Linked DNA regions of Sus scrofa: region 2 is linked to region 1. A link is a contact called in public targeted proximity ligation data. All regions are on one chromosome and are shown on one strand. The core of a region is the stretch at or near the end of the contact, and the rest is flanking DNA. Distances in the headings are between cores, read along the strand shown. Region 1 has its middle 64 kb from the start of NCOA1. Region 2 has its middle 130 kb from the start of ITSN2.

Region 1 (3,487 bases), core at 567-3,066:
TGTGCCCCACATATCCTAGGCTTGGAGTTGAAGAGGCTGGCAACCTAGAAATACCAACAGGCCCAGATGCCCCCAAACACACAAAACAAAATCCCATTCTTCCTAGACAAAAGATTAGGAAAGAAACAGTCTAGACAAAAAGTATTATATGCAGACAAACATAACAAGACAAAACTGTGGACCAGCAAAGGTCAAGTGGAGAGCTTAGACTTTTACCTTTGCCAAGCTGTAATGAGGTCCCCCACACTGCCACCACAATGGTGTCAGAGAAGGCCACCTGAAAGTTGGTCCCTACCAGGTGATAAGGAGACCTCCTTCCCCATGGAGTCAATGAAAACCACTTGGAGAGCTTGGAGGTCCACATGGCAGTAAGAAGGCTGACCATGCTGTAGGCTAGTGTCAGAAGTAGTGAAAGGCCCAACAGCAAAAAGGCCCTCCCCTGTGGAAGCCATGGGGGCCCCAGTACTGAGGCACATCTGCCCCTCCTGGCCAGGGAAAAGCCAGTGGAGGGCGGAACTCCCATCCTTGACCAGCAGTAATGAGCACTATCTCACCACCTTGAGAGTCAACAGAGGCAGAGTGAGGAACTTGGACTTCTACCCCCACTGGGCAGTAAAGTGGCAGAGCACTACCCTCCTTCCCATGTTGGGGCAGTGCCAGAAGAAGCCAGCTAAACCAGAATGTTTAAATAGGATCCAGAGTCTCAGCACATGATACCCAAATGTCCAGGTATCAAATAAAAATCATTCTTCATAATAAGAACTTTCATAACTCTCACTGTAGCAGGGAATATCTCAAACTGAATGAAAAAAGACCATCCACAGATGCCAATATCTAGGTGATGGATATGGTAGGATTATCTGAAGAGGATTTTTTTTTCAGTATTAAGTAGTATTTATTGAACATATACTATGTGCTTAGCTAACGCAATAAACATATTATACATTTAAGTAAACCCTTCCCATAATTCTGTGAAGCAATTACGAATTACTGTTATTAACCCCATTTTATGCAAGGTGAAAACTACAAAGAGATTAAATTACAGATTAAAACCCCAGAGGTTGCCCAGCTTCCTAAAATTATTGGGAGGGAGACCCAGGATTAAAACTCTGATGGCCAGCCTCCCGACATAATGCTTGAATAGGATTTTTAAGTGACCATTATAAACATGTCTCAAAGAGCAATTACACATATGCTTGAAACAAACAAACAAAAACCAGGAATATCAACAAAGAAAAAATAGATAAGAAAGAGCCGAATGGAAATTTCAGAACTGAAAAAATACAATAACTGAAATAAAAGACACAACAGATGAGAACAAGAGTAGAATGGAGAGGACAAGGAAAAACCACTGAACTGGAAGACAGAACAAAAGAAACGACCCAATCTGAACAACACAGAGAAAACACTGAAAACACTCTTGGAGACCTGTGGGACTATAACAAAAGACTTCTCTTCCATGTTATCTGAGTCCCAAAACGAAAGAAAGAGGGTGAGAATGAAAAAGTACTCCAAGAAACAAAAGCTGGTAACTTCTCAAGGTTGGCAAAATATACAAACTAGGGTTCCAGCAGTTAAGTAAACAGGATAAACCCAAAATAATCCATACTAGGACAGCTCATAGGTAAACTTCGGAAAACTAAAGACAAAAAAATGTAGTGAAACAGAGAAAGAAATGATGCTTTACCTATAGGGGAAAACAATTCAAGTGACAAATTTCTAATCTAAAACAAAAGAGGGATAAAGGAAGTGGCAGTGAAGTCCACATCTGATCATGTGTTTCTATATCTGTTTTCCTCTTGTTCATGACCCTTGGTATGCCTGGAAGCTACAGAATGAATGTCAGATATTGCACAATAAATACAGCAGAGGTTATGACTGATATTATCTTTTCAATAGAAGATTTTCTTCAGTTTCTAGTTGGCAATGGGATGTAATTCAATCAGAGATTAAGCTAATTTAAAGCTAGTTTTTTTGGTTTGGGGTTTTTCTTTGGTCTTTTTGTCTTTTTTTAGGGCTGCACCCACGGCATTTGGAAGTTCCCAGGTTAGGGGTCCAATCAGAGCTGCAGCCACTGGCCTACGCCACAGCCATAGCAACGTGGGATCCAAGCTGCATCAGCAACCTCACCACAGCTCACAGCAACGCTGGATCCTTAACCCAATGAGCGAGGCCAGGAATCGAACCCACAACCTCATGATTACTGGTCGGGTTTGTTAACCACTGAGCTAAGACGGGAACTCCTAAAACTAGTTTTCAATCATATTATGACCTGGTCACATGCACCACAATGTTCACAGCAGCACTATTCACAATTGCCAAGATATGGAAGCAACCTCAGTGTCCATCAACAGATAAATGGATAAATAAGATTGGTATGTGTGTGTGTGTATATACAAACATACATACACACACATACAATGGAATACTACTCATCCACAAAAAGAATGAAATTTTGCCATTTGTAGCAACATGGATAGACTTGGAGGGCACCATGCTAAGTGAAATGAGTCAGAGAAAGACAAATATTGCATGATATCATTTATATGAAGAATCTAAAAATTACAATAAATTAGTGAATTTAACAGAAAAGAAGCAGATTCACGGATACAGAGAATAAATAAGTGGTTACCAGTGGAGAGAGGATGGGGGGAGGAGTTATATGGGGTAGGGGATTACAGGTATAATCTATTATGTAAAATAAGCTACAAGGATATACTGTACAACATGGGAGATATAGCCAATATTTTATAATAACTGTAAATGGAGTATAATCTTTAAATATTGTGCATCACTGTATTGCATACCTGCAACTTATATAATACATATATCAACTACACTTCAACTAAGAAAAAAGACCTAGAATAAATATATGTATACGTATAACTGATTCACGCTGCTGTACACCTGAAACTAAAACAACATTGTAAAACAAATATATCCCAATAAAATTATTTTATTCTTCTTTCAGTTTCATTCATATATAACCGACAGGGAGCATTGTAAAAATTTAAAGTGTACAGCATAATGATTTAACTCATAATATCATGAAATGATTACCACAATAAGTTTAGTGAACATCCAGTAAAAATTTTTAAATAAAAATAAATTTAAAAAAAAAGGCTTGGTCTCCTTCTCTGGTTCACCCTTATTGTTAGGATACAGTTATTTAGAAAGCTCAGCTGAAGGCCTAGGATACATACCAGGACTCCTCTATGTCTTTAGCACCCTGAGATTACTGAAAATTCTGCTTTTTTTTTTTTGTCTTTTTAGGGCCACAGCCTCAGGATATGGATGTTCCCAGGTTAGGAGTCGAACTGGAGCTGCAGCTGCCAGCCTACACCACAGCCACGGCAACACCAGATCCAAGGTGTGTCTGCGATCTACACCACAGCTCATAGCAATGCTGGATGTGAGGCCAGGGATTGAACCCGCATCCTCATGGATACTAGTCAGTTTTATTTCCAATGAGTCACAAGGGAAACCC
Region 2 (3,487 bases), core at 733-3,232, 69 kb after region 1:
AATGAAATAATCTGGTATTCATAACTTTATGAATATACTACAGCCATTGAATTGTATACTTTAAACCAGTGACTTTATGGCATATGAATTATATTTCAAAAAATAATAATAAAAATAATAAATGAGAACTCTTTCTTAGGAATATCAGAATGAAATCCTAGATATTTCACCATTATAAATATAGTATGGCAGGAGCTCCCATCGTGGCTCACTGGTTAACGAACTCCCATCGTGGCTCACTGGTTTGGTCCCTGCCTTGCTCAGTGGGTTAAGGATCTGGTGTTGCTATTGTGGGCTGTTGTATAAGTCACAGCTTGGATCCAGCGTTGCTGTGGCTGTGGCTTTAGGCCAGCAGCTGCAGATCGATTCGACCCCTAGCCTGGTAACCTCCACATGCCACAGGTGCAGCCCTAAAAAGACAAAAGATGTGCCCCCCCCAATATATATATATATATAGTATGGCAATTATGATTCCCAAAGTAACAGAAGAAATGCAAGAAGTATAGTACCACCTCAAGGGCTAGGATTTTCTGACAAACACATTACCAATTTCGGCAAAAACAAAGCACATATTCCTACACTCTGCATGTCTGGCCCAGGCAGATATCAGTCATCCCTCACAACTGCCGCTGAGCTGGAAATGGCCACAGATCTCCTCTCAACACAGTTCTCCGCGTACTCATTCCAGTCACAACTCATAGCAAATCACTGAAGGTTAGACCTACATGTACTAATTTCACATCTATCTCTTTCTTTGTCTATTACACATGTGATTATCACTGTTGAGCACGTTACTGGTTTTATTAATTATAAAATACTTTAGACAGGAGTTCCCGTTGTGCTGCAATGATTAACGAATCCGACTAGGAACCATGAGGTTTCAGGTCTGATCCCTGCCCTTCCTCAGTGGGTTAAGGATCTGGCGTTGCCGTGAGCTGTGGTATAGGTTGTAGACACGGCTAGGATCCCGTGTTGCTGTGGCTGTGTTGTAGGCCAGCGGCTACAGCTCCGATTGGACCCCTAGCCTGGGAACCTCCATGTGCCGCAGGAGCGGCCCAAGAAATGGAAAAAAGACAAAAAAAACAACAACAACAAAAAACTTTAGACATACAAAGAGGCAATTAAAAAAATAATTTTAACATAAATAACATACCTACTATCTAACTAAAGAAATATAACATGACAAATTCAGTTAACATCGTCCCACTTTCAATAAATATTTATCTTTTTAAAAAAGAACTGTGACTAAACTCTTTCCCTCTCAGTTAAAAATATCTGTATGAAGCCTATATACATGGTCCATGGAGTAAAACCAAGACATCACTCTTCACTGAGAGACTCTTAAGCCATCTCTGACATGTGACAGTTACCACATATGAAATCTCTATCACTGTCAATCTGAAAAAGAGAAGGAAACTCTCCTACGTGTCAACAGCTATAGTAATGGAAACAGAAGTTAGAAAATGACCAGAGGGTTCTTTCCATCCAAGCTTCTCACTATCACTTAGCCAAAGGCATCTTTGGCTATCCATCTTCCCTAGAGTATCGTCAGCCCAGCACACTTCTCATTTTAATATCTATAACACTTTTAAGACACTTTCACACACAATACCTCATTAACCCTACAAGCTAGATAAGGCAACTATACTTATATCCCATTTTACAGATATGGAAAAACAAAGCAATTAAGACTGGAGTCACACAAGGCTTGAATCCCTGCTTCCTTACTTCTCAGCAATGTGAAACGCAAAATAAAGATACCTGGCTTACAGAGTAGTTATGAGGATCAGATTACACAATGTACACAAAACACTCAGCACAGAACCTTATGTAAAATAAGCACTAAATAAATGGTAGCTGCTGCTATTGCTGCTGCTGCTGTTGTTAATTATGCAAGATCAAACAGCTCCTAAACAAGGAAGCCAAGACTGAAAGCTAGGTCTTGTTTGAGCCTACACAACACAGCTTCATTCTCAAATGATTACCAGGAGTCCTATCTGTACAGCGTAGACACCACCATTTCCAGGCAATGCTTCCCTTTTCTCATCAAGATACCATGGTGATCACTAAGATTTTAAGTCCCAAAAGCCAATAGCAATACTCACAGCTGCTAACATCACAAAAGACAACTAGACATTGCATATGTCTCATTATACCATCTATAAAGTCATCTTGCCCCCACCCCCAAATTAAACTTTCATCAAGCTTCTACATCAAACTACTATTTACAGGATATACAGAGGGTAGAGAATATGTTAAACTAAACAGAAATCCAGACTGTAAAAAACTATAGGACAAACCACCCAGGTTCTTCAACAGACAAACTAAAAGGAAAAAAAGAGAGGGAGGGAAAAAGAAGGCATCTACAAATTTTAAAAAGACATAAAAGGCATTTCAATCAATCCTGATGTCAAAAAAAATTTTTTTTAATTCTCCCCACGAAAAAACACAATAGATTCAGCCCCATTGTACATTTCCACTTGGGGGAGAGAATACACTAGTGATATAACCAGAATATACAGGAATATTTTAGGCTTTGGGAAATTTCCTTTTATCCCTTGACAATCAATAAAATGGCATCCTGGCTTTTAAAAGAAACGTAACAATAACAACACATGTACCCTTTGCTCTGCCTATGCTACACCTACAATAAAAGTCTTATTCTGAAGAGTATTTTTAAAGACCACAGGTTTACAAGTTCTTAAAATGATCCTCCCCCGCTCCCAACCCCCCACCTCCCAAATCTACAAGAGAAGGCTGGAGCAAAGGTCAAGGGAAAAAACAAACAAGAAAAGTCAGGAAGGAACACTTCTGTAATGGAAGCTTAAACGTAACACCATCAACAGGATTAGCTGTCAACAGGAACCTTCTCAGAAGTAATCCATCCTATGATGCCATTTGAGAAATCCTAATGAAAATTATAGCACCTCCCTGTCATCAAGAAGCAGCCAGCTTAAGGTAAATTAAATGAAAATTAATCTGAACTTTCAATATGAGAACATGCTGTAATGAAGATTACTTGCTTATTTCCATCTTATTCTAAAAAAGATTTGAGACAGATCACAGAGTACATCAGAATTAAAAAGAAAGAAGTGACAAGAATGGGGCAAAGAGAAAATGAGGGAGGAAAATAAGCTGAGGTCAGAGATAACTATAGTTTACCACACAACTATATGCCACAAAGTCATATACCATTGCAAGGGATGAGCTGCACACCTGACTAAGCTACCTTGCAAAGAAAGAAATACCACAGGTTATAAGAGTCATGATGACTATGTAATACAAGTAAACCATTTGGTCAAAGGAAACACAGCTCTTCCTAGGACCGAGACCTGGGAAAAAATTATTACATATTTTTACATGGGTCCTAGTGATAATGAGGATGATGAAAATGACAGCAGCTTAAACTATTCATTTAAAAATATGATAGTAAATTTTATGTTACATGCACCTTACCACAATTTTTCTTTTAAAGAGGAGGGAAAAC

Evidence for each region.
Region 2: a contact with region 1 is called in a targeted proximity ligation map of alveolar macrophages. A contact is called at or near these places in 5 of 47 Hi-C or Micro-C datasets (alveolar macrophages, embryonic fibroblasts, liver and 1 more) and 2 of 2 datasets of targeted methods (alveolar macrophages and skeletal muscle).

The regions. Positions count from the first base shown.
Region 1 is chr3:114,161,500-114,164,986 of Sscrofa11.1, forward strand. It overlaps a transcript of NCOA1 not described here. Among named protein-coding and RNA genes, the nearest start is that of NCOA1, 64 kb to the left of the region's middle.
Region 2 is chr3:114,230,184-114,233,670 of Sscrofa11.1, forward strand. It overlaps a transcript of NCOA1 not described here. Among named protein-coding and RNA genes, the nearest start is that of ITSN2, 130 kb to the right of the region's middle.